Linked DNA regions of Mus musculus: all the other regions are linked to region 3. A link is a contact called in public ChIA-PET, Hi-C and HiChIP or PLAC-seq data. All regions are on one chromosome and are shown on one strand. The core of a region is the stretch at or near the end of the contact, and the rest is flanking DNA. Distances in the headings are between cores, read along the strand shown.

Region 1 (4,261 bases), core at 647-3,146, 500 kb after region 3:
GAACCCACTGCTCCCCACTGTGCGTGGGATGCGAATGAATGCGTCTAGTTGTTTCACGTTCCTGTCATCCTGATCTCCCACAATGATGCACTGTAACCTGGATTTGTGAGCCAAGAAACCCTTTTGTATCTTAAGGTTTTTTGTCAGCGTGTTTTTATCACAGTGCCAGGAAGTGAAATTAAGATGATGTGTGTGTCTGCTCCACCTAGAGACTCTAATAAAAATTCCCTAATTTCCCCTGGGTGGGGCCTGGGGTGGTTTTCTTACTTTGTTTTTTTATTTAAAAGTATTTTTATTAGCATATCTTAACTGTACATAACAATGTGTTTCATTATAGCATTTCATGCATGCATCTAATACATTTTAAAATTTCATCTTATGTGTACAAGTGTTTTGCCTGTGTACCAGTCGCATGCCTGGTGCTCTTGAAGGCATCAGATCTCTGGAACTGGAACAGGTGATGCGAGCTGCCATAAGGGTGCTGGGGATCATACTGGAACGTTCTGGAAGAGCAGCTGTGGCTCTTAACTGTGGAACAGCTGCCTTTCTAGCCCCAGTATTTAGTTCATTTCGATCATATTCACCCATTTTCGACTTTTGTTTCTTAATTCTGCAGGCTTCACTTTCCTGTCTCTTCTTTGATGGCTGAACACGTTTCATTTGGCTTGCTTACAGGAACACAGGCTACGCCACTGAATGAATGCACTCCAATGCCAACCATTAACTTTCAACCAATCCTCAAGGAGGGGGGAGGCCTCATGAGACCATTACCCCCTCCATGAAAGGATGCTGCTGATGGGTTTCACGGCTAGTGGGGTATCTCCCCCCCCCCTGTGAGTTGTAGAGTAGTCTGGAGTTCTTTAACTTCTCATTGTAGCTTCCATTGGGATGGGATTGCAGGCATAAACTATCAGGCATGCCTTGGGGTGGGTATATTTTAAAGTTAGCATACAACTCATAGGCTTTCTTACAACTCATAGGCTTTCTTACACCATTTTTATAGTAGTTTTGGTTGATCCCTTCCTTCTTTCCCTCACCGCCCTGTTCCTTCTTACATGAGTCTTATTAGTTACTGTGCCTTCACACAAACATATTATTGTGTCTTCTCATGGGGCCCTCTATAGTTTCTGGCCTCTAATCCTTGCTCACACATAAATACATACATATAAAAATTTAAAGATAGCATATTTAAATTTGAGAGAACATGTAATAGGTCTTTCTGGGTCCTGGGTTACCCCATCTTTTTCAGTTCAAATGTGATAGTATTTTCTTTTCTTTTCTTTTAATATGTATGCATTGTTGGATATATGTATGTGCACGTGTGTGCTGGTGCCCAGGGAGGCCAGAAGAGAGTTTCAGAGCCCATACGCAGTGGTGAGCTGTCTGACATGAGGCTGGGAATTCAGCTGAGTGCCACAGCCGTACCAGCTCCAAACTACTAAGCCATCTCTCTAGCTCTCTCAAACACTTTGTTAGGAGTGTTTTCAGTATGGGCGGCTTCAGTAACTAGTGAGTAACAGTCTTTTGAGTATCAGTGGCACTGTCTTTATTATTTTGTGTTATGTTTTATTTTAGTATCTATTGTATCCTAAAGGCTCAACGCATACATTCGCTTTCCCTAAGTAACCCCATTTCACTTGTGAGGCCACTAGGGCTCAGAGAAGGTAAGAAGACTGAAGTAGCAGCGTCACAGTTCTCTAGGAAGCGTTCTGATGGCCCCTTGTCCACATGTCACTGAGGTCAAAGTTCTGAAGGCCAAAGTTTGCTTTGTGCCTGCCAAACCCGGCTCCTCCGGCAGCGACGGGGTTAACGCGAGGCCCCGCCCCCGAGGATTGTCCTTGTCTCGGGCCGGGAGCGCCCCGAGAGCAACTGCGTCTCTGCGCCTGCGCGGTGCCCAGGGGACGGGTCGGACTCAGAAATGGCGGCGTCCATGTTCTACGGCCGGCAGTTGGCCGCGGCCGCCCTGAGGAGCCACCGGCCGCAGACTACGCTGCGAGCCGCCGCCCAGGTAAGCTCGCCCTGTTCGCTTTGGCCGCGGGGGTCGGCGGGCAAGGCTCAGGGGCGCGGCCCAGCTCCGGGGCTCTCAGCGGCGCTGGCACGGCCGGGATGCCCTGCTCTGCACAGAGGCTGCGGGCCAGGGCTGCGAGCTGGCGCTCGGGGCAGCTGGGCTCGGCTCCGTCCCCCGGCCGCTGGAGGCCCGGCAGGGCGGCCTGGCAGTCGGCCTCACCTGCGGGAGCCTGCCGGAGCGATCCCAGAGGGGACGGGGGCTGTCCTTGCCCGGGGCCAACGCTTCCGGACCCCCTTTGGGTAAGGGGATGCCCTTCAAGTGTACTTTGAGGTCCAGCAAACTGTCGTAGGTGGGAAGGACTTAGGAACACCAGCAGAGCTGATCTATCAGTCAGTCCTGGTAGTGAGTACTGATAACGAGTTCTTCAGTTTCCCAGCTGATTAGATGGGAGAGTAAGGATTAGATGGGAGAGTAAATCTTTTAGAGGATTTCACTTCTGGACAGACTCTAGTACCTATTTTGCTGCTTTGTTTCTCGACATTTAGGGAGTGTCAGATGTTGTCCTAAGGTCATTAGGCTTGTCAACAGCACAGGGGTTGTCATTAAGGCCAGTAACCATTGATGACGATCTGATGATGGCTCAGAGAAGTACTTTGGCCTAGGAGACATAGCAGTCTGAGACAGAACTGAGGTTTAGTTCCACAAGGGTCCATTTCTGAAGCTGTGTGCTTGTTGTGTCTGTTCTACAGCATTCAAACACAAAAAGTGGGTACTGGGAATGCAGTTTATTTGGTAGAGGGCCTGCCTGGCATGTAGGAAGTCCTGGGTTCTATCCCCAGCATCCTTGTAACCTTAGCACTTAAGGTGGAGGCAAGAGAATGAGATATTCAAGGTCATCTTTTACATACATAGTTCAAGGCCAGCCAAGGCTTGTCACTAAATAACAAAGACAAACCAATTAAACAACAACAAGCCCCAAACAAATTGGCCCTCAGTGTTAGTACCTTAAAACTTCAAGAGCGGGATTAGCTTTCTAAGATAGAGTTTTGGTTATGTTTTGAAGTAACTAGACACATCATAGGTGGATAGATTTAGCCCCCTCCCTTCCTTAAATAATGCTGCCAAGTTTTAAGAGGATAAGGATTTAGTGAACAAATAGGATTTTATTCTAATAGTTTTTAATCTATTTGAAAATTCCTTTAAGAGAGATGCCTTTGCATCTATGGGATGCTTGATAAATTGTCTTTATTTCAGCTCTTTCTCTTTTACCATAGCATTAAGAATGTATCTTGGGGGGCGGGGGCTGGAGAGATGGCTCAACAGTTAAGAGCACTGAGTACTCTTCCAGAGGTCCTGTGTTCAATTCCCAGCAACCACATGGTTGCTCACAACCATCTGTAATGGGATCTGATGCCCTTTTCTGGTGTATCTGAAGAGAGCATCAGTGTACTCATATACATAAATCTTTAAAAAAGATGTGGCTTTGGAGTTGCTCTTGTAGATGAGGACACAATATCTTAGGAGGAAACTTGTTCAAGGTCATACACTAAATTTAGTAATTCAGTTCACTGAAAGAAATTATTCCTCTGAGCAGGGTAGTGGTGTCTCAGACCTTTTAATCTTAGCACTTGGATCCCTGTGTTCAAAGTTAGCTGATCTACAGAGTAAGTTCCAGGATAATCCAGGATACACAGAGAAACCCTGTCTTGGAAAGAAAAAGCAATTATTCCTCTGGTCTTCCAGTTTTTCTGTATTTACGTGGAGAATAACCCAGGTTATGACAGGTATTCATGGGTTTGTCCAGGAATTGGCCACTTTGGGGGGTCAGGAATGTTCTTTTTCCTTAAGTTCCACTCCTCTTATTTTGAGACAGGGTTTCACTGTGTAGCCTTGGCTGTCCTTCAATTTTGTAGACCAGATTGGCCTCGAACTTAGACACCTTCCTTTGCCTCCCAAATGCTGAGGTCAAAGGTATACGCCACCATGCCCAGCTTCATTTGTCATTTCTTTATGGTAACAACATGTATAACTGTGGGTTCCACTTGCTTTAAAACAGACAACACATTGTTACTCAAAGCCACTGCAGTAGATAGAACACCAGAGCTCCCTCCTCCTGTCTAACTGTAACTTTTGATGCTGCCCAGTTCTTGGGTTTATGCAAGAATTTGAATTACTAACAGAACTTTAAAAACCAATGAACTCTGAAGTGACAACAGCTGCAAAGAAACAACTGCAAGGAAACAATGTATCTAA
Region 2 (4,286 bases), core at 684-3,183, 360 kb before region 3:
AGTTATTAACAGGCAACCAGGGCAACAGAATACAGTTATTAACAGGCAACCAGGGCAACAGAATACAGTTATTAACAGGCAACCAGGGCAACAGAATACAGTTATTACCAGGCAACCAGGGCAACAGAATACAGTTATTACCAGGCAACCAGGGCAATATGCTGTGGTTAACTCATTAATAGATTCATATTGAAGTCAGTGACTGGCCTCAGGCAACATATGTTAACAAAAATCTATCAGGGACTCATGAAAGTACATAAGTATCTGCCACAGCTGTGATTAGTGTGGGGGAAAATAAAACCTTACAGGACTTCCATCTGACCCTGAAAAGCAAGTCAGCAAAAAGAAGGTGAAGCTTAAGAAGGTGTGTGAGCACATATGAAAACAAAAACCAAGACAAAACTTTCCTAGGGGAAAGCAAAAACAAAAGCCTACTTCTACTGGTTATTCAATAGCAAAGACAGCAGCCCTTTAGGCTAAAAAATCCACAATGACAAAGACATGAGGTAAAACATATTTCTGTTTCCTTACCTGTTGTGTTCCATCTGCACTTACAATAGGGGCAGACAGAAGAGAGATGTCGCTACTTAAAATCTGAGCTGTGTCTAGCAAAGGCGGGTGTTCTGCCATTATCAATAAGGCATCAATATACCGGAAAGCCCTCCAACTCTGCAAAACAAAAAGACATAACCACTGAAGTATACATCCAGAAAATACATTAAAATACAATCAGGAATTGCCTCACTAACAAACAAACTGTCCAAGGAAGACCAAAAAGATCACCTGACTTCTTTTTCAATCAACTACTTGGGAAAATGTATTTCATACAACCCAACCAAGGTAACTATTAGTTATCCTCAACCTAACGCTAATACCAGAAGCTCTATTTACACTTTCTGCATCTCCATCCTTCCATTCCTAGATAGGGAATTTAATTTACTCATCACTATTCAATCTACATCCTGAAAGACATCAAGCTGCAATGGCTGAATGAGGTAACCGTACCTCTGACACTTTTCTTTGAGCTGACAAGGTAAAATTACAAAGGCTCAATCTCCCTCATCGTCCTGTTTGCCTTGAGGCACTATACAAAAAGAATCATGATTTTCTACTGAATCCTCACACAAAGTAACACAGTTTAAGGGGGAGGGGGGAGTTGTTCAGGATCAGGGCAAGAGCCTTCAAATTTTAAGTTTTAAGCTCTTCCAGTATCCATTCATCTGCTCTGAGAACAACTGTACAGCACAATGAATCTTATGTGAATGAAAGGGTGTACTAGCACTCATACGGCAAGGTGGGATGGTAGGATTAGTTTATACTGCATGAACCAATAAACATCAGCAAACTGAGCAAAATGACCACAGTCACACGTGCTACTAAGTCGACGCTGAGCTTTATGGAGTCATTTCTGGATGCCTGTCACATTCACCAAGTCAGTGCTAAGGGACAAGACATTCAATTTTCAAAGATGAAATTCACACTATTTTAAAATGTTGAATCTGCATAGAAACTCCCATAGAAGTTGACTCAACTTGACAACAATTTTCTGTTTAGCTGTATTAGAAAGTGCTGAGACTCTTAAAATGCATTCAACACAGGTACTTATTGATGATTTCACACTAAAAATGGCAATAGAGAACACTGTATATGATTAGCTGACTCATGGAAAGGCACACCACTTAGACAGTGTTTATACTACATACACATGCATATGAACACATTAACTTCTGCCATAATGTACATTACTAAACTATTAAAAGACTGACAAAACGTAATACTGTGAATCACATCAAATAATTTCTCTGTGGAATTTACAAAGAATTTTAAGGCGGCAAAGAATCTTTATGTTATTTTGACTCTTGCAAATCTCACAATTTTATTATGTAAGAGCAGACACTTTCAGGAAGTAAACTCCCAATTAAAGAGAGTGTGTAAGTACTTCATTTTTGTTCCCCGCTTCCTCTTTCTTTTTCTTCCTTCACCCCTCCCTCCCCCTTCTCCTTGTTATAATAGCAATGAACTTGTATTTCATTAACAGACAGCCTCTCGGTGTCATGCAGGTAGACTCCAACCCTCCTCTGCTATGGTCCCCTGGGTCCACAAGGCCACAAGCTCCTCCTCCTCCTCACTGCACTCATTTCTCTTCTCTTTTTCCTTTTTGTGTGTGTGTGGACTGAGGACTGAGTTACACCACAGACAACTGAAGGAATTCAAAGTACCAATAAACAAAATATTCTCAAAATCATATATTGGTTTGGAAAATTAATTTGAACTTGGAATGGCATATGACTGGGTGGGCACCCTTAGGAGGAGAAAACCTGTCTAAGACTGACTATGTCAAGTGGCATTGAAACTAACAAAATAGCAATCAGTAACTAACAAAGTCCTACAATCATTTTGAAAAAACTCTTCTAGAATCTATCAAAGTTTGTTTCTCATGCTAGGGTTTGAAGCCAGGCCAAGTGAGGCAGGCACTACCACTTAGATCCACAGTCCTATCTACCAAAGCTGGGCACATACATGTAGTGGATGCTGTTTATGCTCTGACCACAAAGACTCACAACAGATGCCCAAAAGTAATGCATGCACTTATTGAAATATAAGTGGACCAACACACATGTAAGTATATGAGTTTGTAGCAACTTGATTTAATAGTCCTTTAAAACCAGAGACAACCTAATGCCCCTTAGAAATCAACCAATCTATTCAATAACTATATAAACCAAAGAAAATAATAAACTGTCAATTCAGAGAACAGGGAGTAAAATTTCTCAAATACAATGTGAGTGAAAAACAAAGAGAATACATACTGTTCAACTTTGAAGAAAGCTCAAACACAATTTATTGTTAAATCAACACACTGGTTGCCTCTGGGGAGTTAAAGATGGGGGCAGGTAACAGTTTCTGGGATGCTGACTCTGCTCTGTGACTTGACCCAGGAGCTGTTAAATGGACCACAACTACTAAATTGTAAACACTACATGTTCATCTTTCATGTACTGTTCTGTACATTTTTTCAATACAATAATCTTTGAAAGTTAAAGACCACATCATCTCAAACTGTCTAGTAAAACCATTCAATAAATTCAATACTCATTCATGAAAAAGATAAAAACTGAAAGCAAAAAAAATAAAGACTATATATAAAAAACCACAGGGAAGATTATATGTAATAACTAAGCCTGGAAGTTTTTCTTCAAGATCAGGAAAAGACAAGAATGCCCATTTCTATAAATACTTATTTCAAATATTTCCCTTATTATATTGCTATTATACTTATTATATATAGTTCTGTTTCACAAAGGCAACTTCTTTCAAGTTATTTCATATACTTTGACCATATATATTTATTCCCTATACTGTCTCGACTTACACTTCCTCCTTTTCCCACAGGTATTCTAACTCTTCCTCTCCATGTGTCTCTTCTGCTTTCATGCCGTTCACTCATGCATGTGTGTTCACATACATGGTAGATACATATCACATACATAGTAATAAATATATGTTTTGTTGTTCTAGATCCACAAGTGAGAGAAAATACTTGTCACTCTGAGTCTGGTGTATATTGCTTAATATGATGAACATCCAACCAGCCATTTCATTTTTTGTATTGTTCTTTTTGCTTCCATTTCATTATTTCTTGCCTAATCTTTGCTATCATTCCAATATTCGCTAACTTTATATTTGTTCTTATTTTTCTAAGATCTTGAGATGCAAAACTCAACTGAAGCTGAAGAGACAGTTCAAGGGTTAACAATGCTGACTATTCATTCTCAGCACCTACATGGTGGCTCACAATGATCATCATTTTAGCTTCAGGGGGATCTGACACCCTCTTCTGACCTCTATAAGCACCAGGCATGCACATGGGACACATCCATATACCTGCAGATAAGCACTCATACACATAAAACAGAATTTTAAAAATGTTAAATAAATTATTTGGTATGTCTCAGATTTAATTTTTAATATATAAGTGTCTAGCTATAAATTTCTCTTTGAAATGTTGTGATTAGGAGCTGGGACATGGGTCAGTGAGACAATGCTTGCTGAACAAGCATAAGGCCATGGGTTTAGATCCCCAGCACCCACCTGAAAGCCAAGCATGGCAATGTATCGAGTAACCTTACACTGGGGAACAAAGACAAGTAGATGCAGATCCCAGCAGCTCCCTGGTTAACCAATCTGGCAAAAGCAGCTAGTTCAGGTTCAGTGAGAGATCCTGTCTCAAAAACTAAGGTCAGGAGATTAAGGTGAGATAAGGTAAGACAGGACACTGGATGCCC
Region 3 (4,540 bases), core at 1,683-4,182:
CCACATCTATGAGTGAACTTTGTTTATACCCTTCCCATTCTTCTCAACGGAGTCCCACATAGTGAGTAGCATGCCAAGACTCTGTTCTCAGGCTCTTCATGCAGTACAGTGGACGAGAACACACAAAAGTCACATCTGCACAAGGAGAGAGGGGTCCATGTGCTCAGGGGTGCATGCACGGGACAGTGGATTTCAGCAGGCTCTCTAGCAAAGATGAGCAATCATTAAAAAATGCTCATCTTCCTTTGAGCTACTCAGCATGCTGATGCTGATGCTGATGCTGATGCTGATGCTGATGCTGATGCTGATGCTGATGCTGATGCTGCATTAGACAAAGTTCTGAGTAGCTGCATGATCCCTTCTGAGTCTTTTCTCCCATAAGCTTAGTTCAGGGGACCAGCATCTCTTTAATGCCTGACATTTAGGGCAAACAAGGAAAGCAGGAGAGGTCCTCAGTTATTAACAGTTTGTGAGGAGATTCTGACACATAGGAAGGAGTCTCCATCATCCTCTCTCCACAAAAGTGGCTTAGTGGAGGTAGTTCCTCTTAGGCCTCAGGTAGAAGAGTCAGAAGAGACCCAAGTTCAAGTCTCAGCTCTACTTATATTCTGTATATTATATTCTGTATATTATATTATATATTTCACCCTCTCAATTTCAAAACCCTTATCTGCTGAGGGGATGAGAATAAATGGAGAAGTTGGGAGTGGCCTGACCGGCTAGGTTCCTAACACACTGAGGGCTTAGTCTGTGCTAGCCACAACCATGACACCACGGGTGACAGACATGGACAAAACTCAGAACTGGGCACAGGGCTGCCTTACAGCCAACTGGAAAAGGGAGCTGGAGGCCATTTTATCTGGAGAATAAACAGAAGGTGCAGTCCATTCTACCCAGTTCTGTTAATTTACTTTTTGTTTTTGTTTTAGGTTTTATACGTACTTAAGGTGAGGAAAAAGATAACAAGCTGAGTCGTGTGTAAATGACAACTTTTACCAACCTGACAGGTCTGCACATATACTCCTTCTTCTCTTTCCTCAAATACAGATAACTATTTTTAATAAAAGAGGGTGCATGTTACATTGCTTTTCTGTATCCTGCTTTTACTAGCCACTGAGACATAGTCATCTTTTATTTTCCAAGTGATATACTATTAATGCCATCATTTAACTAATAACATGCAGATAAAAGAAAATTCATTTCATCAATTCCTTAAAATAGTTATTATTTGGGTTATAAGAATGTAGCCAGATCCTCTGGGCTTGCCAATTTGCTTCTACCTAGGGAAATACCCTGTGACCCCAGGGCTTTGTTTTTGCCATCTACAAAATGAGAAATATATTATATATACATGTCTCTATATACAAATATACTACAAAAATTCTTATTTGTATCAAAGATGCTAAAGAGGTACTATTCTCCATGGAATGAAAACAAGAAGAAATTCATCTGGCATGCTGTTGATCAAATTAAGTTCAAGTATGTTCCTGTAGGAAGCTCAGGAAAGACTGATTCAGCCTGGGTTAATTAGTTACCCTTTATCTGTCTATCCTTTCTTAGGGGAGAAAGCAGAACACAGCTCTTATATAAATTCAGTCCATATTTTCCTTAGAGGGATAAGGATCCAGTGAAAACAATTTCTCTTGAAAAGCAGGGTGAGACATTAGATCCAGTCTTAGCCATCTTCTATACCTGTGGTATGTTTGTAACTTGGCACACATCTCTTGAATGACCTTACAAGGTTGTGAAACCAAAGAAATATGACAGCCTTGACAGGTACTAGCACACAGTGAGCTTAATGGTAACATATTTAGAACCTTCTAGAGTCTCTGCTTCTCTAGTTCCTACCTTCCCAAGCCATGGAAACAAATCTACTTACTTCAAGCATTAGTGAACTGAAGCTTCCGAGTATGGTCGCATCTCAAGGGTTGAAGTGGTTAAGGTAGATGACAAAGACTTCTAAAATTCTTATATGCCCCATAAATTAGCTCTATAAGCTATTTACAGAGTTAAAAAAAAAGACTTGCCTTTGATTGCATCTTCTTATTTCTTCATTCATATTACTCTCAGGTACATGTAAAAGACTAGAAAGTATTCAAACAGCTTATTTAACTTTTTTAACTGACTATTCATTAACATCACCTGGGAATTAATAGTAGACAAAAACACATTAAAGACTGGCCAATACCAGAAAATCCGTTTTTGAGGGGTTGTTTTCTAATCTCCTAAGATGAAGTGTTTCTGACTGAGGTGCAGCCCAAGCTAAAAATCGCCAATGGATGTTCCCAAATGAATGGGTTCCAAGCACACAGCCCTCCACACATGTGAATTCCCCAGTGTACCTCTGAACCAAATCACTGAAGTATGCCTTCTCAGATGGACTCTTCTCTCTTCCAAAAGCAAAGCTTCGGAGTAGAAAAAGGTCTTACAGAATAAAATGACCGAATCTATGCAAAATAGGAAAGAATCTAAATGGTAAAATCTATATGCTAAAAGAAGTGCCTCATATAGCAATTTACAATTACAATTTTATAGAATTCGTGGTAGTGTGGATAAAGTGCACGCTTTAAAGGAAAAAAATAATATCTGCTCTTATTTTATATATACAACTATGAGAGAAAGCTAAAAATTATATGCACCTCAAAAAGGAAGGAAATACCCCAACTGACAATCAAGCCTTGTGGTGGTATTTTCTACAGTCTACAATATTTTTGTACTTTTTCCAGTTTACCACATAAGATGGTAGAACAAACACTGATAGTTGAACAAATTAAGCTTACTTTCCACATGCCATTCCTGTACTCATCCTCAAAGCACAGTTCTCAGTAACAAATGAACACAAAGGGAAACCTACCTGTGCCTCTGCCTTCGGTCGCCCTGGCGTCTGCTCTGACTCCAGGCTTCTCGCCCCATAGAATGCAGCTTGTTTATTTAAAACAAAAGTGAAACAAACACTGTTTTATGAACAGTGTCAGCCAATAGCAAGGCGAGAAGTCACTTGGGTCAGCAGGACCTCAGCTTTGTGGCACTGTCATGGGTGTGGGTGCTTGAGTTCTTTCTTCAGAAGTCAGAGAATTTCCAGTTTGTGACTGTCAACCTCTTTCAAGTCACCCTAGAATTGCCCTGCCGCTAATGATTGGTTTTTGCTGGGGTTTTTCTTTTCTTTCTTTTCTTTCTTTCCTTCCCCCCCCCCCCCTTTCCATCGGGATCTTTTGCAGGATGTGATGGGCAGGGAGCTGGGGGGAGGGGGAGGTTAAGTGGCTGTTATTTCTCCAAAAGGGCTTCTGTTCCCATGCCCAACCCATCAGTGCAGCGCTCTGTAGCCTGCTTTAGAGCACTCTCACCACTCTCTGATGCTCTCACATTCTCACTTACTCCACTGAAAAGTCTCTGCAAAGGTCACCGATGGTCTCAAGGTTCATGTAATGTGTTCTTTCTCCGTTTTCCTCTTCCTTTCTCTCTTGTTTGAATAGCTAATTGTGGAGACTTGTTCTCAATCTGCCTCGCTCTTTTTTCCAACTTTCAGAATGGTTCGTTCTCCTTTGCCTCCTGAGACTGAGTGACAAATCTCTCCCACGGGTTCAGGTGCTTGAACGCTGGGTCTCCAGTCAGTGGTGTTATTCAGGGAGGTGGTGCAGCCTCACAGGAGGGGATGTGGCACCACCGGAAGTGGCCTGTGAGCATTTATCCCCTCAGTCCAGTTCTCATACTGCTCTCTCTGGTTCACATTTGCAGATACAGATGTGATCTCTCAGCTTCCTTCCCTGGGCACTCACCACCATGCCTCCCAGGTCATATGGACTGTCTGAAATTTAAATCCCAATAAATTCTTTCCTTGTGTTGCCATTGTTCCTGATATTTTACTATAGCAACAGACTAATACCTATTACACCCCCTTTTCAGATTGCTCATTTCCTATTAATTTTTCCAGGTGCAAGTTTTTCCTAAAGATTTCTGCCGTCTTTGTTTCTTCTTCTCTTGCCTATGTATAACTTATCCTCAGCGAAATCCATTTTAAAATCTATACTGCATCAAAATGACCCCAAATACTCAATATGATTTTGAAACAGAACAATTAACCTAAAATTCTCAAACTTCATAATTGCAAAACAACACACTACTTAGCAATTATAACAGTCTAGTTGTTTGGGTTTCTTTTTTTCCAATCAATGGCCTTTCTCTACAAAAAGGATAAACAGGCTGAGAAAGAAATTAGGGAAACAACACCCTTCACAATAGTCACAAATAACATAAAATACCTTGGTGTGACTCTAACTAAGGAAGTGAAAGATCTGTATGATAAGAACTTCAAGTCTCTGAAGAAGGAAATTAAAGATCTCAGAAGATGGAAAGATCTCCAATGCTCATGGATTGGCAAGATCAATATAGTAAAGATGGCTATCTTGCCAAAAGCAATCTACAGATTCAATGCAATCCCTATCAAAATTCCAACTCAATTCTTCAACGAATTAGAAAGGGCAATCAGCAGATTCATCTGGAATAACAAAAAACCTAGGATAGCAAAAACTCTTCTCAATGA
Region 4 (4,083 bases), core at 601-3,100, 470 kb before region 3:
CTACAGTGTGCAGCTGAGCTCCACAAGTGAACGTCTTTTCTATTTACGTGGGTATATATGTATGCTGCAACTGTGCTCCTCCAATGGGCCAAGGCCAGTGTCTTTTACACACTGCTATGTGTGCAGTACTGCCCCACACCCTCTGCCCCATCCACAACCAAACACCCACTTTTCCTTGAAATTTCAGCTCAAACATCCTTTCAGAAGAAAATTTCCCTAATGCCCTTGGTCAAGGATTAGTTTCCTTATTAAACACTTGGCTAGCATTCTCTTTGTTCTGGTGGTTCACAATACCTAAAAATGTTTGAAAATTTATTTTACATTAAACGTTTATTAACTTTATGTGTATAGGTGCTTCGCCTCTATATATGTCTCTGCATCACATATGTGCCTGCAAAGTCCAGAAAAGGGTGTTAGGTCCCTGGAATTGGAGTTATAGGTGGTTATGAGCTGCTGTGTGGATGCTGAGAATCGAACCCTGTCCTCTGAGAGCACCAACTGCTCTTTTCCTCTGAGGCATCTCTCCAGCCTTGACACTTAAAAACTTTACATTTATCATGTGATAATGATTTTATTAAAGGAAGTTGTAGGGACTGGGACCACACTTTGTTTTATAGTCCATCTCCAGCTCCAAGTATGGCAAATGGCATTTTGTTCAGGGTCAAATGTTTATGGAGTGAATAAATATATTTAATTTTATGATCTCAATACAAGCATGCAAACCACCAAAAAAAATGACTTGTACTTTATAGCTCATAAAATTAATCAGAGACAGCAAATTAATCACCCAATCATTAAATAAAAAACTAAAAGAATAAAATTATCCCTCCCCCCTTTTAGTATTATACACTTTACTAAACTACATCTTTTTATTTTAACAGGTAGATTATTTTAAAACTTCACTTTCTGTGGCCACTTTTTAATATTATCTACAAAAAATAGCATTAGCTGTTATGTCAACCAAACACAAATCTTACTAGGAATAGGTAGGGCCACTTCCTTTTCTTTCTTCTTTCTTTTTTTGGTTTTACATAGAGTTTACAACACCAAGAGATAAAGGTGTGACACAGTAACCACGGGCATCTGGTTGGTATGGGGCAGTCTACCGTCCATGTCATATTCTGCACATCCTCTGTGCACACACGGTATTTACATTCAAGCAGCTGTGTGTGACAGACAGCTGTGTTAGTGTATGTGTTTGATTTGGGAGCACACTGAGCTTCTAAACTGGCAGGAAGAAGGAAACTCAGCCAACTACTACTGAAAGCCCTCAGCTTGCTGCACAGTTCTTCCCCTGCCATCATAGGCATGACACAGTGACAGTAGTTAAAGTAGCTGAGGCGTTCTGAAGAACCCACAGCTCTCCTGACCACACTACAGATTGTCTAGAACTGAACATGTAACTTTTAAGGTTCTTTTATTTTTAAGGCTGAAGTACTTGCTGCTGCCGGTAAGCTCACTGAAATTTCTCTTCTAATCCATACCACAGCATTAAGAGTGTTACTCTTTGTTCAACTACCTGTTTATAATCATGGCAAAACCACTCAAGAGGAGTCATGCTGGGCTTAGGACAGACAACCAACTGTGAGCCTTCTAACAGGTGACACCTTGGCACTGCTGCACACAGGTAAACTGCTGCACAACCAAAGCCATCTAAGAAACCAGGCCAGAAACCCAGGAGTGATCACCCACAGACCAGCCCTCACACTGACAGTGAACACTATCACAATGATGGCCATGTGAGCCCTATCTTTTTTCTCAAGTGAACCCCTTGAGAAGTTCTAGGTCAGAGCTCTAGGGATTGCTTGCACTCCAACCCTGGCTCTTACTACTTCTTACTTGCTTGTTTCAGTTCCTATCTGTAAAACAGGGGAAACGGTACGTCACGAGCTATAGGAATTGAGTAACACATGTGCATCTCAATTACTCTGGAAAGAGACAGACATCAGCAAACTTTGTCAGCTACTGTGTTCTTCTACCTTTATTCCATCTACATGGTCCATTCTTAAGAGGAAACAAGCTAGAGTGAGAGAGAGCTCGAGTGCTTGAATGTATCAGCGGGAGGTGTCACAGAACAAGAGAGCCATGAGCAGCCTAGTTGATGAGGACTGATGCATTCACCCTTTCTAAACAGGCAAAATCAGAACAATCTACAACACCTTCATGGAGAGGCTGTTAACAATGGCAACAACTTTTAATTTGTTTAAAAATAAGCAAAACGCTCCAAGTGTGTTTCTTGTTATACTGATCCATGTCTTCTAGGGGCAGAGAGGTGAAGTTCTTTGCTTTGTAAGCTGAGGGGCATTTTTATTCAATGCAAAATGGCCTTGTCCTGGCTGGTAAAGCTCTGGGAAGCCTGGTTGATCCCTCACCACGGTATGCTGACATTGGTCCTTGCTCCTGCCTCGTGTCCATGCGCTGTCTGCACTTGTCTCCCTCTATGGAAGCCGAGTGGCATTTTCTTCATTGCTTCAATGTAAAATATTACTTTCCACATTACTCTACTTTCTATACTAGATTTGTCTACACATTTTTTTACTTATTAACATATAGGAATAGCATAGTAAGTATTTTCTGGATGAATGAATAAGTAGGTTAATTTCTTTAAGAATAATATGACACAGGAACACAAGCCATACATAGTAAGAGATTAAAATCAAGCCATGAAAGCAGAGTATGACCTTATGGGGGCGGGAGGTGGGAAGGGGGAAAAGAGAAAAGAGCTACAAAGAGTGTATTGATTGCTGGACTCAGAAATGAATTCCAAACACTGGTATGAACCCCAAGTAACTAAATATGATGATGGAGGAGTGATTATAGAGATTTATTTTTGTTAGGTTGTGTATCTTTGACTTAAACTTTTACATAAAAGCTAGGATTAAATCTTAGTGACTGATGTCTCTGCTAGCTTGCTTATATAATGGAGCAGAGTCACAGCACTTAGAAAGTAGAGGAAGAAAAGAACAAATCAGAGCAAATATTGTAGTTTGATGTTTTCACTACTTCGCACTAAGTTTTTTCCAAGACTATATCATTGATTTATGTATAATTACGATATCAAATTTTTGTCAATAGCACCTTTGCCTATTTCTGCTTTCTTCATATTTTGTTGATAAAACTATTACAATTGATATTTCTTGTTCCACCTTTTATGAATATTAATGCTGCAGTGAACATTTTAATGTAACTTTTAAACAGAAAATGTGATCCCAGCAGTGCACTTCCTTGTTTCTTTTAGGTGTCAATGGAGAACTTCCTATGCTTAACAAATTTGAAAATTTTCACTTCATATGACTATGTCATCTTTTGTTATGAGCCCTTTGGTAATGTATATACACCATTTTATGTAAGCTTTGTCTTATGTATTTTCTAACTTTCTATACCTAGCGTTGCAAAGACCTGGGAACTACTCGTGTTCTCCTTGTCTCAATCATGCTTCCCCGAGGAGAACCCCTCTCAGAACACTCACTCCGCGATGAGCTACTGCTGGCCTCACATTTCTATGAAGTTAACACAAAGCCTAAGTGAGAATGACAAAATCCTCCATGAATACATTAATTAGCAAAAGAAAGAGAGACATGAGCTACTTACCACTGGCTTGACAATGTTGGAAAGAAATGCTTCAAATGCTTTAGTTTCTTCATCTTTTTCTTTAAAAGAATTAAAAAAAACAAAAACAAAAAAGAACTTAAATGCAAAGTTCTCGTCCTCTCCTTTTGTTGTTTTCTAGTTTTTAATCCTTAGTCACACACAGGTGTCTGCAGCCCTTCACAGTTCATCGCTTCGGTTTCTATGGTACTCGCATGTGTGCATGCAAGTATGCATGTAGACACCACCTCTTGTGGCTGTTCTTGCACAGAATGGACTCTCACTCATACTGGACACACCGTCTCTCCTCTGGAAGGCTGCTTGCCATTCTCACATCATCCTTTTCATTTTTCTGCTTTGCACTCAGTGCCGTCTAAGATGGCTTGGCATTTACAATGTTCCTGCCTCAGCTTCCCAGGTACTGGGATTACAGTCATGCACCACCACACCTGGCTTTAACTGGTGAACTAAATATTTGATCATGGTTGCCCAGAT
Region 5 (4,311 bases), core at 732-3,231, 420 kb before region 3:
CCCTGTCAGGATTAAACATTAAGGCCATAGAGGTTTGGAGAAAAGGTATACACGTGGCAGGGCAGACCAGTCACCTGCCACTTGACTGTACCAGGTCAATGTTGCAGTGATGCAATGGACTGTTTTAATTTTAGTTCCAGATTTCCATGTAGTAGATTCTAAATTAATTTTCCTTGGGATTTCTGTGGTTTAAGGTCTAGATATTTCAAAACATGTTAAGGGACTATCAGTCAAATAAACTACATGGAAAATGATCTCTGCAGTCTGGCACTTTAGACAAGAGTATAGCACTAGTTATTATGCATAACATATATGGTGCTCTGCTTGACAAATCCCATTTAGAATCAGATTTTGAACATGACACCAGGATCCACTCCAATCTAAGGGTCTTCTTCCCACTCTCAACTGCTTCTTCCCTGTAATGTTTTTAGTTTTATTGTTATTTTGAATGTAAAAAAAGTTCCTAGTTTATGGTTACTGTAGGATTAGAGAAAACAAATGATTATGAGTAGCTGTGTGCAGTTTTAAAATAGCTTCTCAAATTACATGCATGCAGAGTTGAAATGTCTTCTGGAACATGAATGAAAACTCCTAGAAGCTTGACACAAAGTGTTTGCATCCTGCTATAGGCCCCTGGGAAAGGAGTGAGTCATCTTAATCCCAACATCTTCTCTTCAACTTATGATCTCCTCAAAAAGCATCACTTCCCAGGAGGATGAGAAAGGTGGCAGGATATGAGCTGCAGGTATCTAGGACCCTTGTGCTTTCTCATCATCAGTCTCACACAGACTTGAGTTGCCAACAAGCTGAGGACTACTTCCCATCCTCAGGTAGAGTTTTGGTAGAGTTTCTTTAGCCTGTCTAGGTTCTGTTGTTGGCACAAGGCCCAGACTTAAAAGGGACCTACAGAAGGGAAAGTAGTTAGGAGTGCTTGCTGCTCTTCAACAGCACCAGTGGTTGATTCCTGGTCCTGGTCCATATATACATGGTGGTTTACAACTATCTTAACTCTAGCTTCAGGGATCCTGATGCCTTCTTTTGATCACCACAAGGACATATATGCATGCAGGTGAAACATTCATACACATAGAATAAAAAATATCAATTTTTTTAAAAGTAAGAAAATAGTTTTTCTTAGTTTGTTTGTTTAATAACTATCGACCAGAGTGCAGCATCAGCAAATGTAACTTGCTGTGGTAGCTGTCTACACAGTACTTCTTGAGGACTTCTAATGTGCTAAGAACAGCATCCTGCTTCCATTCATACCATCTTTCACCTGGGAATCACTAAGTCAGAAAGCCTTTTGTCTATCATTTATGTAATTTGGATCATCTGTGTTGCCTCATATACTACCCTATCCATCCAAATTTCTTCACGCTATCAGGACCATAAAATGAAAAAGTGGATGGAACTTCCAGATGTATATGATATCTAAACATCTAAAGATGGAAAGATGGAAAAGAGGCAGATTAAGATCTTACAAACGAAAAGAGAGGGACAGGGCTTCATGTCCCTTTCACTACCTTCAGGTTCAAATGTCACCAGCCTGGGAAGCCTTGTTTATGTGGATCACTCATGGTAAAATTGAACAGAGAAAGGTTAAGAGGCAGGAAACACATTTATAATCTGGTTCCCTAGAAACAAGATACACACACACACACACACACACGTGTGTGTATATATATATATATATATAGTCTCTTTCATTTTCTCTTTCCACAGACACACACGTGTATAGAGGACAGCTTTGTGGAGTCTGCTCTCTCTTCCACCCTCACATGGCTTCCAGGGCTATGTAGCACTTGCCTTTGCTTGCTTAGCCATCCTTCTTGCCCCTGATAAAACTTTAAAGTTTTCCACTGCAGGGAAAGACAGGGCCAAGAGTAGGAGTTACCTAGTGAATGTCCATTATGAAGTATGCTGTAGCCCCTGGCCTTGCTTGTAGGTTCCTGTTATGCATGCTAAATATACATTCTACTACTGAGCTACTTGCCCCGTTTCTCTAAATAGGAAGTGTTTAGTGTGGATGCAACAGTATTTATAACATGAAGTATAAATAAGTTGTAGTCTATTTTCAGCCACACGCCCTTGAACTGTATTCTGAAGATCCCTTTTCCACCATTTCTAATCTAGGTCTGTTCCACCTTTAGAAGGACTACGCTGTTCTCCTGTCTCACAGGTATGTCTCTAATTTCACCCTGGTAACAGCTACCGCTTCTTTAAGTGGCATCATTCCTAGAAGTGACCTCGCATGCTCACACTTTTGCCTCACACCTATTTGGACAGACCTAATGCCACATCAGTGCTAGGCTTTGAAGCACCGCTCATGTCTCTCAAAAATTAGTTACCCTTCAGCAACAAGAGTTATGGCAAACTGTATATCCACAGGAAAGAATGTGCACTGAGCAAAGGTGTTTTGTGTGTCCTAGCAAGTGCCGGACGCCTGCAAAACAGGGTATGAACGGTGAAAAACTGCAACACACTGTAACTAAAAACAGCTGACATTTCACTGAAACAACACAGGGTTTTTTCTAAACATGTTGAAGGATATGACACAATGAAGCAGAAGAGAATGTCAAAAGAACTTTTAAAATAATCTTTAACGATAAAAATAAAAAACTGTATGTGATTACAATCAGTATCTTCAATTGTTATTGGCAGATGTGGAATGAGAGAGTTCTGTTAATGCCATGAGTCTGCCATAGAGCTCATCAGCTCTGAGCCATACAGAATAAGTACACAGATATTCTCCATCATCGCTGGATTATTTTGTCACTAATGACATGAGTGACATTTATGTTGTCTTGACTCTATAGCCATGGAGTATAATGGCTTCTCAGGCTTAAAATAAAATCACACACAATGTTTGCTGTTGCAAAAGGAAAAAAATATTTAATGTGAATCCTAAACTGGAAATGGCGACTCACATCTATAATCCCAGCATTTGGGAGACAGAGGCAAAAATATTGCTGTGAGTTTGAGGCTAGTCAGGGCTACCTAGTGAATTCTAGACCAGAGTGGGTTAAAGAATGAGACCCTGCCTCAAAGCACACAGATTTCAAAATCACAGTTGTGAAAAGGTTTTTTTTTTCTTTCTATTTTTGTGCAGGTAGGAAGGTAAACAAACAAGCAAATGAAAAACAACAAACCAACAAACCCAACATCCCTAAGATGTTGTAAAAAGGAGATTAGGAGTGGTCTTTTCTGTTTCCTGGAAAAGTCTCTTTATGTGTCACAGGGTATGAATCAGATTATATAAACTCATTGTCATTCATTCCAGGGGCTTTGGTGATGGCTCAGTGTATGCTTGCTGTAGCCTTGAGTTAAGAGCCCAGCACTCATGTAAGAAGCTATACACAGAACCTCTGTAATTCCGGTTCTGGGAGGCAGAAACCGGGGGATCCCTGGAGCTCACAAGCCAGCCAACACAGCCCAACCAGCGAGCCCCAAGTTCTATAAGGTAGCCTGTATCAAAAAGAGAGCAGCTAAGGAACATAGCCAATGTAGACCTCTGGCCTCCACACCAGCACTCACTCACTCAGGATAGTGTTGGTTGTTTTCCTATAGTGACAGTCTTTGTATACCCAGTCATATATATCCTAGTGTCTCAGTTAGGATTATCATTGCTGTGCTGAAACACTACAACCAAAAGCACCTTAGGCAGGGAAGGCTTTACTAGAGTTATAGTTCCATATCACTGTTCATCATCAAAGGAAGTCAGGACAAGACCTCAAAGAGGATAGGGACCTGGAGGCAGGAGCTGGTGCAGAGGCCATGGAGGACTGCTGCTTACTGGCTTGCTCTTCACTCTTGTTCACCTGCTTTCTTACAGAACCCAGGACCTCCAGCCCCCCAGGGACGGCACTACCTCAATGGGCTGGGCCCTCCCCAGTAAATCACCAATTAAGAAAATGCCTTACAGGCATGCCTACAGCCCCATTTTATTTCTTAATTAAAGTTCCCTCCTCTCTGATGACTTCAGTTTGTGTCAAATTGACATAAAACTATCCAGTAAACCAAGATATGTCTTCATAAACAAATATAAAGGTTCATCTTTTTTTCTTGAATGACAAGTAGTACTTCCTCAAGTTAAAATTATAGTAGGCTGCCCTATTATATGTAAAGCTAAAGAAAATCTCTACATTTTTGATGCAGTGTTTTTCTCAGCAGGAGAGTCTCCTAATGGGATTGACTTGGATTAATGTGGTTTTTATTTTTAGTAAAAAACATGATCTGTTTGGACATTCTTTCATAAGGTTAAGAAACACACAAAAAGGATAAGGTAAGTAAATAATAATAAATATTCTTTCC
Region 6 (4,627 bases), core at 74-2,573, 490 kb before region 3:
CAAGTTGCAGATCTGCATGTCACTTGAGGGGGTCTGCATTGGTCTGGTGGCCCAGGAGCTGTAGTGATATCGTATTTTTCTGAAAATGGTCCAAACTAGAAAAACAAGCAGAACACATATTTTCCTTTTTCATCCTTAGATGTTCAGTGCACAGAATCCTGTATCTAAAGTCTTACAAGCAATTAAGTCCTCCAAAATTATTTGTTCATAATTCTACAGGCATTAGAAGTAAAAGACTTAACAAGTATGGAAATAGACGCAGACTTTAACGTTTCATTTAATATACTTTGCCTCTCCTACTCCCTTATTCTCTTCATGAAATGCTTTTTGTAAAAAGAGCAGGGCTCTAGTAAATTAAGGAAGTGAGAGGAAAGAAATGGTGTGAAGAGGAATGAGGGCACCAAATATGAGCACAGGAAAGAGGTGGCACCAATCTTATAGTACAGGGTCAAAGATGGGTAGTTAGTGGAAATAAGGGAAGTAAATGTTCAAAGTTGTTTTGTCAAACTAGCAAAAATGCGTAAATAAAAAGGAAGACATTACATTGAAAATGCTACCAGTTAACTGCAGCCTTGTGAGGCTGCTAAGGGCACACAGACTGACAGCTTAAATAAGGACTGTCTGCAGACTACACAATTCCATCCACAATATTTAAGTGTACTCACAGATTAAAATATAGTTCAGATGGAGACAGAACATGAATTAAAGCACAGCTCACTCAAGTCTTTAAAACTGTGGTAAAGAGACCTGTGATCTTAAATTTTGAAAAAAATTACTTACAGAATAGTTTTGGGTTTTTTTGTTTTTTTATGTGCCATACAAATAAGCAACTGCTTTGTCTTAGGGCATCTGCCTTAGCGGAGAGTTAGAGCATCAGCAACTGTGTGGAAGCACTCTCTTCTAGCCCTAGCATCACTAGTTGCAAAGTGGGCTATCAGCTCTTAATGCATTTTATGCATCTCTCTCTCTCTCAGTATGTATATGTATGTAGATACACAGTTAAATAACTCATATAAACCATAAATGCTTAAATATCAGCATTTGCTCATGAAGCAAAGCATGAATCATATCTGGTTTGCAATGAGGAGTAAATGCTGCATAAAACCAGTTTCGTGACCATGAAAACAGGCATTTAAACATCTGTAAAAGAAGCCATAACTCTTTCCAAGTGACACAAACTCTAAGGTCTCAAAGTACAAAGACAGAAAGACGAGTTATAGGGCACGCTGTTCCTTATTTGTCACTAGAAGCTTATTAAAGCAAAATGGCTTGATAGTAGGTTTGACAATACATGCTCAAGTGATGACTCAGTAGGCAGTTGCCTCACCCCTATTCTGTTTGCTGCACGAAGTCTGAAGCTGTACGTCTTTCCAGGAAGAAGGCTGCCCACTGTACACTCCACTTCAGAACCTTGGTAAACGTCTCTGGGCTCATCTTTATCTGCAGGAGTCATTTCTACTGCATAACAGGAAATGGGTGATCCACCATCAACCTGAGGAGGTCCTAAGCAGGGACATATTTAGGAGTTTAAACAGGAGAAATACTTTGGTTCTAACTTAATCATAATTCAGTACCAAAATGGAAATTACCCCATCGTAACTGTATTTCTTTTGCTTTGGGTCTACCCTGTAACCTGGGAGGGAGGCATGGGCCAGGAGGCACAGCTGGAGTCTGTACTAGTAAAGATTCAGAGACCTGCAGAAACAAAGCAAAATCAAACAACTGGATTGCTTTGATAAAGAATTTTAACACAACATAAAATTGTATTAACAGTGTGAAATCATACTTTACTACCCAAAGAAATAACGTACTGAATAGAATCAAGCCTTATTAAATCATTACAACATATTTTTATAGACAAAAGGACATTACTATAACTACTATTTAAAAAACAAGTAGGAAAAGGAATTATGTCCTTTCTATAATGAAACAAAACAAAGTATCCAAGATAATAGGCAACTAAACAAATCCTGTCCACAGGGACCCACAACCTTCTAGTTGTTCCAACAGCACAGATGTTTTCTACTGCATTGTTTTTGGAAGTTAAGACTCATAGGATTGGTTTTTGCTGGTGTTGTTAGGTTTTTAAAAAATTTTTTTGGCTTTCTTTTTTAAACCATCTTTTAACCTAAATGTTAATTTATCTATCTTATTCCTCTAATATCAATTCTACAGCCAGTCAGTTTCTCTAGTAAGACACCTTTATTTAGTATTGCTTTGATTCCTATATTTAAAGTCATGTATTTTCTTATATGACAAGAGTTTAAACCAGGGCCTTACAAATGCTAAGCAAGTATCTCACCATGAAAAGCTATCAGCCTCAGCCTTGATTTTTACTTGAAAGATTACCTGGCCTAGTTGTATATTAAGGTTCACAATTAATATTTAGTTCTTTTTTAAACACAAACCACTTGTTCAACATTTTTTCAGACAGGCAATCTATGTAAGAATGCTTCACTGACATACTAGAAAAGAATTTTAGACGCTATGTTTGTTGTTCTTAAATGTGGGGAGACTCTCTTTTGCTCCAGGTGGCTCTGGAATTCAGGAAGGAGTCTTCTACAGACGAAGACTGTTCTAACACCAAGTTATGCCTTTACTACCAGGGAGCTTCTCAAGGAATACCAGAGAGCACTGTACCACAAGCCTGCTGGGCAGGACACACTCAGTTTCACAATACTTGCAGGCCTAAAAAGAAGTTTAAAAGCCATTTTTAACGAGAGTGTTTTCATTATGTAAACTTCCACTAGAAAAATATTATTATGAATGTTCTAATAAGTGATTCTTGGTTAAATTCATTAAAAATACATCAGGAGCCTAGAGCACGATTCCAGCCCAGGAGTGAAGAATGGGAAGACATGAGCAAGGAAAGGGGCTCCATATGCTGTCCAAAACTGGGGGAGGGGTCTGCCTCATCCTGCTGCATTGAGCTCGGAGACTGGGGCTGCTTGTGGTCTGTGCCTGGGCCACAGCTCCTGGCATGCTTTAGGATGCTCCCCCAAAACTCACAAGTAGGAAATGTAGAGACAGGGACTGAAGCAAGCATCTTGGCAGGGAATGGAGAACACAAAATATTTCTGTGGTTTGAAATGACTTAAAGATGAGGAAAAGGGCAGTCTCTGCCAGTTCTCTCATGCTCTTGTTTGTTCTCAAGCAGACTCAAAGTAGAATCCCTCAAGAGCGCAAACAGTGGGAGGACTGTAAGCAGCCCAAACAGGCAGTCGGGAAGCCTGATGAAGACACCCTCACTGAATTACTGACCCATGAAAATGTTGGGACTGAGTAAGTGTAACTGAAGATGTTAAATGAACTCAATATTGAGCCAGGCTCTAAAGCTGTTCTTAGAATTGGGATACGATCAATGTAACTGATGAAGTTACTGGTCACTGACTTACTGAGTCCCCCTTTCTTTTTTTTTTTCTCTCCCCTCCCTCTCTCCTTCTCTTTCCCCTCTCCCTCTCTCTCTTGAGGCAGGGCTTCTTAGCCCTGGCTGTCCTGGAATTTGCTCTGTATACCAGGCTGGCCTTGAACTCAGGGATCCATCAGCCTCTGCCTCCCAAGTGCTGGGATTAAATACCCAGCTACTGATTCTCTTAATAATCATAAAATAATAGTTACTTTTTCTGAAATACTAAAATGTCGTATCTGTGTTTGAATAATTTATGGTTTCTCCAGAGACAAAATTTCAAAGCAGCAAATCAGTTTCTAACTATTTCAATTTCTGCTAAATATAAATATCAAATATCATCCTAGGATTTACCTAAATATAGACTGTGAGTAAAATAACCTGTTAGAATATTCTGGTAAGTGTAACAATAGTCACCCAGGTTACAAAAAAACTACTCTTGCAGATTTGTCCACACATTTCACCAATGAGGGCAGGAAATGCTGATCCTGCTCCATGTGGTCCAAATTAACGAACAAACATGTACATATAAGCATTACCGCACTCTGCCCTCCGTCACTAATGCAGTAAACCCGTAAGCGGTAATAGCAGCCTGGAGTCAGCCGGTCACAAAGATGTTCCCTGGTAGTGCCACTGTAGATCATATCCCATTTGTTTCCTGAAAAGTGTAGAATTATGTACAATCAGCTCCGAAGTAATGGTTAACATTGTGGTATTCTGGAGAGGGTAGGCATCTCAGGCTTCACTAAGTTAAGTGTGTATGTAACTGCTCCACTATGTTCATAGCAGCCTTATTTATAATAGCCAGAAGCTGGAAAGAACCCAAATGTCCCTCAACAGAAGAATGGATACAGAAAATGTGGTACATTTACACAATGGAGTTCTACTCAGCTATTAAAAACAATGAATTTATGAAATTCTTAGGCAAATGGATGGATCTGGAGAATATTATCCTGAGTGAGGTAACCCAATCACAAAAGAACACACATGATATGCACTCACTGATAAGGGGATATTAGCCCAGAAATTTAGAATACCCAAGATAAAATTTGTAAAACACATGAAACTCAAGAAGAAGGAAGACCAAAGTGTGGATACTTCCTTCCTTCTTAGAATGGGGGACAAAATATCTATGGATGGAGTTATAGAGACGAAGTTCAGAGCAGAGTCTGAAGGAAAGACCATCCAGAGACTGCCCCACCTGGGGATCCATCCCATAAA

The links. Hi-C and Micro-C count contacts between places; a contact is called where the count stands out from the background. ChIA-PET counts read pairs in DNA pulled down with a chosen protein or histone mark. HiChIP or PLAC-seq counts read pairs in DNA pulled down with a chosen protein or histone mark.
Region 1: a contact with region 3 is called in an RNA polymerase II ChIA-PET map of memory CD8 T cells, with 11 read pairs. The contact joins the promoter of Sucla2 here to the promoter of Cysltr2 in region 3. A contact is called at or near these places in 4 of 39 promoter capture datasets (hematopoietic stem and progenitor cells, liver and pre-B cells), 1 of 115 datasets of contacts at active chromatin or transcription factors (memory CD8 T cells) and 1 of 9 other capture datasets (liver).
Region 2: an H3K4me3 HiChIP or PLAC-seq map of bone marrow-derived macrophages shows a contact between it and region 3, with 3 times the contacts expected there. The contact joins the enhancer-like site here to the promoter of Cysltr2 in region 3. A contact is called at or near these places in 8 of 39 promoter capture datasets (the 3T3-L1 cell line, the C10 cell line, cranial neural crest and 5 more), 1 of 484 Hi-C or Micro-C datasets (group 2 innate lymphoid cells) and 1 of 115 datasets of contacts at active chromatin or transcription factors (bone marrow-derived macrophages).
Region 4: a Hi-C map of bone marrow-derived macrophages shows a contact between it and region 3, with 14 read pairs. The contact joins the enhancer-like site here to the promoter of Cysltr2 in region 3. A contact is called at or near these places in 14 of 39 promoter capture datasets (the 3T3-L1 cell line, the C10 cell line, the HPC-7 cell line and 10 more), 1 of 484 Hi-C or Micro-C datasets (bone marrow-derived macrophages), 1 of 115 datasets of contacts at active chromatin or transcription factors (bone marrow-derived macrophages) and 1 of 9 other capture datasets (macrophages).
Region 5: an H3K4me3 HiChIP or PLAC-seq map of bone marrow-derived macrophages shows a contact between it and region 3, with 3 times the contacts expected there. The contact joins the enhancer-like site here to the promoter of Cysltr2 in region 3. A contact is called at or near these places in 9 of 39 promoter capture datasets (the C10 cell line, cranial neural crest, embryonic stem cells and 5 more) and 3 of 115 datasets of contacts at active chromatin or transcription factors (bone marrow-derived macrophages, effector CD8 T cells and embryonic basal ganglia).
Region 6: a contact with region 3 is called in a Hi-C map of bone marrow-derived macrophages, with 13 read pairs. The contact joins the enhancer-like site here to the promoter of Cysltr2 in region 3. A contact is called at or near these places in 13 of 39 promoter capture datasets (the 3T3-L1 cell line, 3T3-L1-derived adipocytes, the C10 cell line and 8 more), 1 of 15 datasets of contacts at CTCF or cohesin (the NIH/3T3 cell line), 2 of 484 Hi-C or Micro-C datasets (bone marrow-derived macrophages and pre-B cells), 1 of 115 datasets of contacts at active chromatin or transcription factors (effector CD8 T cells) and 1 of 9 other capture datasets (adipose tissue).

What each region holds. Positions count from the first base shown.
Region 1 is chr14:73,550,890-73,555,150 of GRCm38.p6, forward strand. Sucla2 (succinate-Coenzyme A ligase, ADP-forming, beta subunit) reads left to right here and starts at 1,897. Exons shown (of 11, transcript NM_011506.4): 1 at 1,897-2,008. The coding sequence starts at 1,919.
Region 2 is chr14:72,683,103-72,687,388 of GRCm38.p6, forward strand. It overlaps Fndc3a (fibronectin type III domain containing 3A), which reads right to left. Exons shown (of 26, transcript NM_207636.2): 2 at 532-669. The coding sequence starts at 630. Among named protein-coding and RNA genes, the nearest start is that of Fndc3a, 25 kb to the right of the region's middle. Within about 2 kb of position 1,934, at least 34 of the 459 cell types and tissues checked have an H3K27ac peak or open chromatin away from gene starts, as enhancers often do. A contact at or near this core is called in bone marrow-derived macrophages, where this site is marked.
Region 3 is chr14:73,046,182-73,050,721 of GRCm38.p6, forward strand. Cysltr2 (cysteinyl leukotriene receptor 2) reads right to left here and starts at 2,933. Exons shown (of 5, transcript NM_001162412.1): 1 at 2,855-2,933; 2 at 2,343-2,447.
Region 4 is chr14:72,579,366-72,583,448 of GRCm38.p6, forward strand. It overlaps Fndc3a (fibronectin type III domain containing 3A), which reads right to left. Exons shown (of 26, transcript NM_207636.2): 7 at 3,592-3,650. Among named protein-coding and RNA genes, the nearest start is that of Gm30500, 90 kb to the left of the region's middle. Within about 2 kb of position 1,851, at least 24 of the 459 cell types and tissues checked have an H3K27ac peak or open chromatin away from gene starts, as enhancers often do. A contact at or near this core is called in bone marrow-derived macrophages, where this site is marked.
Region 5 is chr14:72,628,155-72,632,465 of GRCm38.p6, forward strand. All of the region lies in intron 3 of Fndc3a (fibronectin type III domain containing 3A), which reads right to left. Among named protein-coding and RNA genes, the nearest start is that of Fndc3a, 80 kb to the right of the region's middle. Within about 2 kb of position 1,982, at least 10 of the 459 cell types and tissues checked have an H3K27ac peak or open chromatin away from gene starts, as enhancers often do. A contact at or near this core is called in bone marrow-derived macrophages, where this site is marked.
Region 6 is chr14:72,557,653-72,562,279 of GRCm38.p6, forward strand. It overlaps Fndc3a (fibronectin type III domain containing 3A), which reads right to left. Exons shown (of 26, transcript NM_207636.2): 17 at 3,946-4,064; 18 at 1,590-1,695; 19 at 1,328-1,503; 20 at 1-95. Among named protein-coding and RNA genes, the nearest start is that of Gm30500, 68 kb to the left of the region's middle. Within about 2 kb of position 1,324, at least 12 of the 459 cell types and tissues checked have an H3K27ac peak or open chromatin away from gene starts, as enhancers often do. A contact at or near this core is called in bone marrow-derived macrophages, where this site is marked.